Regions from separate parts of the Gossypium hirsutum genome. Here region 2 is linked to region 1. Evidence: chromatin contacts called from public Hi-C data. All regions are on one chromosome and are shown on one strand. The core of a region is the stretch at or near the end of the contact, and the rest is flanking DNA. Distances in the headings are between cores, read along the strand shown.

Region 1 (5,332 bases), core at 1,608-4,107:
AATTTTTATTAAGTAAAATATTTAAATAGTAAATAAATATTCTAATTATGTTCAACCGCTGATATTTTGCGTGTGTGTGTCCACAATGCTTGGTTTATATTGAAAAATAAGTAAAAAAAATAATTGTAGGAATCTTAACTTTCTCAAAATCTCTTGTGTTCTGTTTTTTTTCTGGTAAAAATTTAATAATGTATTTAAAAAAAAAGTTATACGTATGACAAATAGAAACTTTTTTAAAACCTAAAATACGAAGAAGAAATATTATTGAATGGAGCAGGATAAGGTTAGGTCAGGACCACGACCACATTTATTCTTGACGAACTCTTACTATTAATAAAGAGGTGGCAGCCGACATGGATGTAAAACCAGTCAAATCCAAATTGTGGTCCACAAATTCCCTTCACGTGGAAATTCTTTTTTTTTTTAAAGTTAAATTTCACAATTATTTTCGTATTAGTGTTTCAAATTAGTTTTTAAACTTAGTGTTTGAATTTTTCCTGCTTGAAGTTAGTCTGACTTTTTTAAAAAAAAAAAAATTAAAATTTTAATGTAAAAATAATTGTTTAGTTCAAAAATTAATTTGGATAAGAAAATAATTTAATTCTTAATGCGAGAATAATTATCAGGTTTAAACCCTAAATAATGTATTAATATTTTTATAAAAAAATGTTATTTTCATTAAAGTTTATATTTGAATTATTAAAAAACAATATAAATAATTTTTATAAATTATTATTAAGTATATTGATAATTGAATTTAAAACTTTTTTTTATTAAAACCGACGAGGATATTTATGGTTATTAAAAACTCTATTTTTTAATATAATTTAAACATACTTAATAGCTTCTTGATAATGTTTGTAGGGTTTTTTAAATTCCACTATTAATGTATGGAATCACTAATAATTTTTTTATAAACTTACAGGTGAATATGATGATGTCACATAATTTTTTAAGGGTTAGTTTAGTAAGAAAGGTATTACAGAAGTTTTTATAGGTGAAAGGTGCAGTAAAATAATAATAATAATAAATTAAAACAAGATATGTGAAGATATTTTCAATTTTATTTGTGGAATTAAAGTTTTATCAGTATTAGCGTATCAAACATTAACTCTAATTTAATATTTTTATTGTGATTAAAATGTATTTTTGAAAAGTTTGATTTTAAAAAATGATATGAAAAAAAGTGAATTTTCTTAATTTAAAGTGTTTAATATTGTTTCCAAATGTTAAAATATCTATTTTAGACATGATGTTGAAAAATAAAAAATAAGATAATTTAAATTATATTAGACTAAATTAATATTATAATTATAAAATATATATTAAATAAATTTAAACCATTAATATAAATTATTTGTAAAATTTAATTTTACTTATAAATTATATACTAAATGCGCATATATAACCATAAATCCTTACAAATTAAAATACATAATATCATATAATTGGAAATTTTTTATAATTGTATATCTAATATCAAAATTTAAAAATTTTGTTAAAAAATAAATATTTCAAAAATACATACATTTAATATTTTCATTTTTGTTGATACAAGTGTCAACAAGGGAGGAGACAAGGAGGAGGAGGTGGTGGTGGTGCAAGGAAGGTCGGTTCACCTAAGCAGACAAAGAGCCAGAGAAAGGAGGTAGGTAAGAAGGAGGCTTGGATGGCAAAGGAGGTTGAATGTTGAGGAGTTCTTAGGCTTGCTAAAAGGATTAAAGGATTGGTCCCCCCCCCCCACCGTTCTATAAGGTATTCATAGGGAAGGAGGTCTTGTGCTCAGCGAGGCCACGCCACCAAAAAATTCAGGGCATGATAATTGTGTGGTTAGCCAAGTGGCAAGGCCATTGCACGTGGATTGTCCTCATGCATGGCATTGTTCTAACATTCTCTTGAATGAGATAGTATGAAGTTGTTAAGTTTAGTTGTCCCTTGGTGGCCCCCTCTAGGGGTGAATGCGTATTTACTAAAAGTGGGTGACCAAGAAGATGGGGTGCCTAGGTGGTTGGTCACTCAGTGACTAGCTAGGTGATAGAGGATTGTCTGAGCACTTAGGTGGAGAATATGCCAAGTGTTATAGGCTGGAAAGTAAGTGTAAGGTCGTCCACATATGTCTCTCAAGTATCCTCTCATGATGTCACATATCGTGTCATATGAGATATAAAAATTTTAAAATGAATTATTAAACTAAAAATCATGTAAATTAAAAAAAAAACAGTCATAAATAAAAAGAGTAGTTTTCTAATTTCACATCAAAATTAACTTAGTCAAAAAGTAAAAAAAGTAATTAAACCCAACATTATTTGGTTTGAGTTAAAAACCCAAATAATTTATATTAAACATTGAAATTTAATTTGGAAAAAAATAGAAAAAAGGAAAAATATTTGTGAAAACATAATAGAAAAATATATAAGCACAAACAAATAACAACAACATAAACATAAAATAAACATTAAGATTATGATTTGTAAATCCTAATTGAATATTAAGGTTATCTTTATATTATATCATCTCAATTTTAAAAAATGAAAATTCTATATCTTTTACATTTCTGAAGTTTATTTCAATGAAGTTAAATGTAAGATAAAAAGATTATATCAGTATTCAAATATTTTATTTTCCGATAAGTAAATGTATGTCTTTGAAACGCTATAATTGGGATGATTTTGGGTTTGATAATTGAGCTAAAATTTAATTTATTTAAAAAATTCGATTCAATTAATTTTTTCAAAAATCCTATTCTAAGCGATTTCAAACAAGCAAAGATGCGGATAAAGTGGTATTGGTTTCCAAGAGTTGTCGCTGTCAGATTGATAGATATTATATCATTAAATATACAGCTTGCAGATCGTCCGGAAATTGTCAGCCCCACATAATAGGGCTCAATGCTATACATTAACCAGCTTTGAGCCCAAGTTCTGGTGAGATGATGATAAAATTGCTGTTGTAATCACTTTATTTCTTCCTCCTATCTTAATTGATGTTATAGATTAAATGAGATTAATTTTATATACATTACAATAGGATTGAAAACATCATAAATAATCATCTCATTTTTCATATATTTATTCTTCTTTTACTATAAATGAGACCAGAAAAGTAAATTCATTCAATAAAAATAAATAAATAAATAAAAACCCTTAACATGCACATTATCACGTTAAACAATCTCAACAACAACCACAAAAATAAAACACTTCCTTATCATTTTTATTTTTTATACAATGTTGAAATGAATTTAATTATAATAATTTATGAAAATTAATTATAATTAATATACTAATAAATAAATTATTAAAGTATATATAATAATCTTCTACTATTTCATTCTTAAGAAAAATATAGATTTTTTTAATTAGACTTAAATTTTATTTAGAAAAAAAGGGATTAAATTAATTAAAATAATTAGAAAAAGGTAAATTGGTCTAAAATTTAAAATAGAATAGATGGTAATGAAATTACACCTTATTTTATGACATCTTGACACTACTTAAGAATATGAGATTACGAGATGGTTATAATGTTAGAATTGAAACAATGTAATCACATTCCAAACTGTAACATTACGAATCATAATGTAAGAATTGACCAACTAAGCAAACCTTTATAAATTTAAATTTTAAATATTTAAAAATAATAATAAAATAAAAATTCATTTAAAAGAAACAACTACTCCCTACTTTTTTCTCATGATAATTATGTACAATTTTTTACTACCCTATCAATAATTATTATATTATTTTTATTTTATCACTAATGCGTTATAGGATTGGTTCAATTAAAATTTTTCATTATTCTTATCTCACATTATATATTTAAAAAATTAAATTCAATAAATAATTAAGTTCATTGGAGCTTAATTTAGTTAGTTTATCTATTGTTATTGCAATAATTAAGAATATGTGAATTTGAGTACACATACTATCATCCATTTTAAGGGTTTTGAAGAGGGATTGTATAAAAAAACAATGATGAAATGGATTGAAGTTGGATGCAACATCTGCATAAATTGAAATTGGCCCATGGCTAAAGTAACAACCAAGTTTGTATTAGGGCTAAGTGCGCGACAAATAAGAGGTATATTTGGGCTAGGTTCAGCACACAAAGGTCCATAATTTACAATACATTTTAATGGACATAAAAAGAAAGTTTGCTCCACTCGATGGGATCCCAAACCTTTTTCCTGTAAGCAATGGAAACTGGTTAATAAATAAAATGGTGATTGAGAGATCTCAGTGAAAGCAAAAACAAGAAAAGAATGGTAAAAGTAGATGCAGCTGAGGGAGTAATATGAAGTGGGATCCAACTGACAAAAATCATCATCGGCCCAGATTGAGATGGTGACTTTTGCATGATTCTTAACAACGTACTTTCATAGTACATTAGCTACTTTCTGAACCCTAAACCCTTCACTCCAATTATGTAAAGATCCTAATGAACAAAAAAGAAAACAAAAATTTATGGAAAGATCCAAAGTGTTTTCCGCACATAAGATTTAAACCATACGGAACTTACCCAATCCTTCTATCTTCTGCACTTGCACATGATGCTTTGCCTGTCAGTCTGCTGAAAAAATATATGAAATAAATTTGGGACTCTGCCTGTCTGATGACATTCATGTTAGGCCATATGATATCTCTGCATCTTCCCTTTAAGAGCTTTGTACCAACACATCTTGTGTTAAACTAATATTGTGTATGGAGTATACACCATCCAAATCTAATTTACTACCACCTTACTTGCTTTTCATACGTTTTAAAGCTTTTATTTGATAACCCCATAGCTGAAAGTTGTGGGTTTAAGCACCTAAATGCAATATGATTTAAGGTTTAGAATTGTGTATTTATTTATGTCCTTATGTTGATTTTAGAATCAATTGATGATGAATTTAGTTGGAAAATTATTAAAATATTTTTTTGTATGTACAAATTAAATTAAATTATTATGGTTTAAAATAAATATATTTAATTATAGTAATATTTGAATTCATGAAACAATATCTTTTAAACATTTAATTTTACTATTCAAATCAAAATTTTATTTAATTTTTTACAAATATATTTATTACATAATTTTTTTATCATCCGATATATAACAAATTAAACAACCACATTTGTGATGCAATAAAGTTTGAGGTTGGTAGACTAGAACATGAATTTTTGAAATTCGAACGGATTTATTTTGATTTATTATTTGTTTAATAAATGTTTTGATTTAAATTTATCATTGATATTATTGCCAGTGCAGGAGAATATGAGTTCGAGTGCATTGAATCGCATTTTCTCTTTTTTTAGGGTTGTGGAAAGACAATAGATAGTTATAGGCATTG
Region 2 (5,332 bases), core at 994-3,493, 55 kb after region 1:
AAATATAACCAATATCCAATACTAATTTTTCATATAATCACATATATACACATGAATTAAATTCAATCTATAATAATCAATATCCAACTTTCACATTAACACATATTCATTTCAATTCAATAATCAATACATTCAATATGTATCTACCAATTCAATCTATTTCAATCAACTATCAAATGTCAATTACTCACCTTAACACTTATCATATGCATTAAATTGAATTATAACAATTAACAACTAAGTTCGGATTATAGAAATACAAACCGTGAATTCTGAGCTATTCGACGTCCATTTTATCCTTCCCTTTTTTAGTCGAGGATTCTGGTACGACGTTAGCTATGAAATTAAAACAATTAAAATTCATCAATATAACACAATTCAATTTCATATTGAATATTTTAAATTTTCACTCAATATTTGCCTAAATTTCAATTTAGTCCCTTAACTGAGACTAATTTTTATTCTTCATATTTAATTTTATATTTTTATACTAATTTCACTTTAAGCTAAATTTAGCTCCCTATTTTCAATTAAACATATAAATTTTGAATTTTTCACAATTTAGTCCCTATTACTCAAAATTTACAATTTGTTCTGCAATTTAATTCTTTTCCATTTCTAACTTAAAAATATATCAATTTAATCCCTAATACTAAGATTATTCAACATTAAGAACACTTAAAATTTTAATAATTGCTAAAATTTTGACATGGGTCGAGTTGCCCTAGATACCGAAATTCTAAAAACATAAAAATTATAAGAAAATAGACTAAATTAACTAATCAATTGATCTTTAAACCCTAAAAGTCCCTAACGCTGTGCGTATTTCTCTTTTTTCTTTCTTTTTCTTTCTTTCTAATTTGTATGTCTTTTTCTTTCTTTTTTTTTAATACTAATTTTGTTTTATTATACTTTAATTTATTATTATATAATATTATATATATACATTTACTTAATTATTAAAATAACATATTTTAACATATTTCTATAACATAGGTATAATTATTACTTTGACCCTTTAATTTATTTTTAATCTATAATTTAACTTTCACGCTATATACAATTTAATCCTTATATTTAATTACTTTTAATTTAAATAAATTCACTTAACTGAACTTTAAAAATATTTATTAAATATTTATGACTTCAATTTACGGGAAAAAAATTCTAAAAATGCACTTATCGAGATCACTGACTACCAGTCGTTACAGTGTTAATTAGGTATAATCGTGATTTTAACAGAATTGATGAAGTGCAAAATTGTTGTTTCACCCGGCCTTTTTTTGTCAAGGTTCAAACTAGTGGGAACACTCACAATTGTAACTGAGCATTGAATTCAGGATGGTACACACCGTTTTGAGTTTTGACTCATTCTTCTTTTGCAAGAGAGAAAGAAAAACACAAGTAATTCTACAACTATTTGTCGCCAGAGTTTTTTCAAAGCAACAACAGGTCGGCAACAGTGATTGCCGGCGGAAACATATTTGCATCAAGAGTCGCCACTGTTTAAATCAGCACATGAAACCCATGCCATAAATAGCAGCCACCGACTCCTCCGTCCATATATCTCCAATCAAAACCCCCCACGCAGTTCATCAAATCAAAACAAAGGATTAAATTTTCAGCTATAAAATACTCCCGCAACCCCCGCCCTATACCGTCCAATTTTATGCCACATGCTTATATTCTCTCACCCTAAATTTCTTTATATAATTAAGTAAATTATTCTAGTAACTGTTGGTTTTCCTTACTTTTTCAACTGGAGTGTGTACTGCGGATAAGTTTTTTCATCATCAGATCAAGTTCGTAGGAAGGTAACAATGGCGGAAACTCTATCTCAAGGGACCCCAACGCTCTTCTCTCCTTACAAGATGGGCAAGTTCAACCTTTCTCACAGATCTGTGTTTCAGTTTGTCTGTTTTTTTTTTTTTTTGCATCAGATTCCTTGATTTCGGAGGGGCTTAGATCCTTGTCTTGAGGGAACTTTGGTTGTCAGACATGTTCTACCAAAGATTTCCGGGGGTCTATTGAGTTTGGTTTGTATGTGATGGCAGGGGGGTGCTGGTGCCGATGACTAGATGCAGGGCGTTGAATGGAATCCCAAGGCCGGCGCTCGCTGAATATTACATGCAGAGGTCGACTCCAGGCGGCTTTCTCATCACCGAAGGGACACTGGTGTCCGACACTGCAGCTGGGTAATTTCGTAATTTAACCAAATCCTGATACGACTATTCCACCAATAAATTATACCACTTTCTAGTCTTTTCCATCAAACAGATAGGATTTGCCCAATGTTGTGTCGTTTTGCATATTGGAAGAGTTTTTATTTTTAAATTAAATTAAATTGAATATGAGATAATAGGGTTGGGAGATGCAATGCTTCACTTCAAATATAATCATTTTGTATATGATATAATGGTACCCTTGTTAGTCTTTTTATCCCTTCCCTGTTACAAAATGATTGTTCCAATAATATCAGATTTTCATAATATTGAGCTATCCAGATTCCTGGCATATCCTAAATTGCCTAATGGTGCAATGTTGAAGCAGGTTCCCACATGTTCCTGGGATCTACAATGACCAACAGGTGGAGGGATGGAAGAAGATTGTGGATGCTGTTCATGCAAAAGGAAGCATCATTTTTTGCCAACTCTGGCACGTTGGCCGTGCTTCACATTCTGGTAACTTCCATCACCCTATGCATTTCCCCTTTTTTTCACCATTTATTGAAATATTTTATTTGCTTATTTTGACTAATGAAATAGTGTATCAACCTGGTGGGGCGGCACCCATATCGTCAACAAGCAAGCCTCTCTCCAACAGGTGGAGAATTTTGATGCTAGATGGGAGCTATGGCATATATCCTAAACCTAGAGCTCTACAAATCTCGGAAATACCAGAGGTTTGTCCAACACTACCGCACGGCAGCTTTGAATGCCATTCGAGCCGGTTTTGATGGAATCGAGATTCATGGAGCGCATGGATATCTCATCGACCAATTTTTAAAAGACGGGATCAATGATCGCAGAGATGAGTACGGTGGATCACTGGCAAACCGATGTAAATTCTTAATGCAAATCGTTGGATCCGTAGCCGAAGCTGTACGTGCAGATAGAATCGCAGTCCGAATTTCACCCGCAATCGATCACCTCGACGCCACTGACACTAATCCGCTCAACCTAGGCTTAGCCGTGATCGAGAGGCTTAATGAGCTTCAGCTGAAATTGGGGTCGAAACTCGCTTACCTTCATGTGACTCAGCCTCGTTATCATGCCTATGGGCAAACCGAATCAGGCAGGCACGGTAGTGAAGATGAGGAAGCTCATTTAATGAGGACTTTGAAAAGGAGTTACGAGGGAACTTTCATGTGCAGTGGTGGATTCACAAGGGAGCTCGGAATGCAAGCAGTAGCTGAGGGTGATGCCGATCTGGTATCGTATGGCCGTCTTTTTATATCGAATCCAGACCTGGTTTTAGGTTGAGGATCAATGCGCCATTAAATCGATACATTAGGAAGACATTTTATACGCAAGACCCTGTTGTGGGGTACACGGACTATCCCTTCCTGGTAGTACAATCACGACTTTGATGTGCAATGGCTGTGCTGTTGAATATATGTTAAAATTATGTGTGAAATAGGAGAGTCTAATTTGATATCAAACCTGTGTCTTGGTTTTTGTACACAATTCTGGGACTACCCTAAGCTCACCTGCTCAGATGTAACGAAACAAAATTATTATAAAATCCATGGAATGTAGTGGAAGAAATAGTAAGTAGTCCGAGCTGGGACTTAGCTGTAGATTGGTTTGTTGCAGAAAGAGTCAAGAGCAAAGATAGCAAAAACACAAATCCAAAATGATTGCTGCATCCAATCCTATCGTTACCCCAGTTATGGCTTCTCTTTCGAATTTCTTCCTTCTTTTAAACAAATACCCACAGATTTCTTTTCTTTTTTTAACAATAATAATGAGAGAATATAGTAAGTAAGAACTACGACTTTGGGTCAAGGGTAGAAGATCATTTGAATAATATATAATAAATTTGTTTGGACCATTAATCAATTTTGTATTTTATTATCGCAGGCTTAAGACATTGAACTGGTCCAATCAAAATCCCAATTCAGCCCCAAAGGTTGAAATACAAATCCAAAATCCAGCTACAACGACCCCACCCTCATTCATTTCTTTCATATTTTCCCAACTAAATTCCATCATTTTTTGCTAAATTTAATCATATATTTTCTTCTACCCTCATCCATAAAATTCAATTATAATAATATAAATATGTGCAAAAAGTTGTTTAACTGTACATCCCACTGTCATTATATGTTTAAAAAATGAAAACAATCTAATTAATTAATGAAAAAAATTCATATTTTCAAACTCTATTGTGGGAGGGACTTTGTATAGAATTAGACCAAAAAGAAGGTTGAAATAAGTGGAATAGAATGCCAGGTCAGCAAAGGCCAAAGGGGGACGGGGACTGTGTCTGCTCTTCCCTCTGGCTATGCTCTGTTCTCTCATATGTTCTGTTCTTTAACTGAGACAGAGTTTCGCTGTCTTTGCCAATTGCCAATCTGTCATTTATCTTCATTCCCTTTTTTTCCTATATATACTAATTTAATAATGTTTTCCTTATTTTAATTACCAAAAACCTTTCTCTTCTCTCCATTTATATATATAACCATATACGGCTTTCTTGTTTTCTTTATCCTCTGTTTCCAGCATTTTTATTATACAAACACAAAGAGGTTTTGGCACCGTTAACAAAACGTCAACGTTTTGTCATTTTCCATGAGTCTCTTCGGCCTCGGTAGCAGGTTCGCACCCATTCAATTACCCAAACCTTGTTTCTGTGTCTTTTTCAATATGGTGGTGATCTCTGTTTTTTTTCTTCTTTTCATTATGTGTTTTTGTGGTGATGATATATATGATTTCATACATGGAGTTTTCGAGAAACAATTATAGAAAAAATCCATTCGAATAGTGATGATATATATGACTTCATGTAATCCATTCAACTTCATGATTGAAGTTGTTTATTGGTTCTACTTTAGATGATTGATACTAAGCAAAGGATTTCGATACTCGGAATCCTTGAAACTTGAAACCCTTTCTCCTCATAAGGATTGGCTGATCCTTTGTTTTTTGCATTATGCAGAAACCAGAAGACATTTAGGCCTAAGAAGAATGCTCCATCAGGAAGCAAGGTTGAAGTGCTGATTCCCTTTCTCTTTTTCTTGTTTTGAGTTTTAGCATTTGTTAAACGTGTGTTTGTGCTTTCAATAATATTACATGAAGTGGATGAGCAGCAATTTTTCTATGAAAATGGA

What was found. Hi-C and Micro-C count contacts between places; a contact is called where the count stands out from the background.
Region 2: a Hi-C map of leaf shows a contact between it and region 1, with 5 times the contacts expected there. The contact joins two enhancer-like sites. A contact is called at or near these places in 11 of 34 Hi-C or Micro-C datasets (callus, hypocotyl, leaf and 1 more).

What each region holds. Positions count from the first base shown.
Region 1 is chrA06:20,172,129-20,177,460 of Gossypium_hirsutum_v2.1, forward strand. No RefSeq gene overlaps it. Among protein-coding and RNA genes, the nearest start is that of LOC107951063, 16 kb to the right of the region's middle. Within about 2 kb of position 2,858, at least 1 of the 9 cell types and tissues checked has an H3K27ac peak or open chromatin away from gene starts, as enhancers often do. A contact at or near this core is called in leaf, where this site is marked.
Region 2 is chrA06:20,227,413-20,232,744 of Gossypium_hirsutum_v2.1, forward strand. It overlaps the pseudogene LOC107951066 and the pseudogene LOC107951065. Among protein-coding and RNA genes, the nearest start is that of LOC107951064, 14 kb to the left of the region's middle. Within about 2 kb of position 2,244, at least 7 of the 9 cell types and tissues checked have an H3K27ac peak or open chromatin away from gene starts, as enhancers often do. A contact at or near this core is called in leaf, where this site is marked.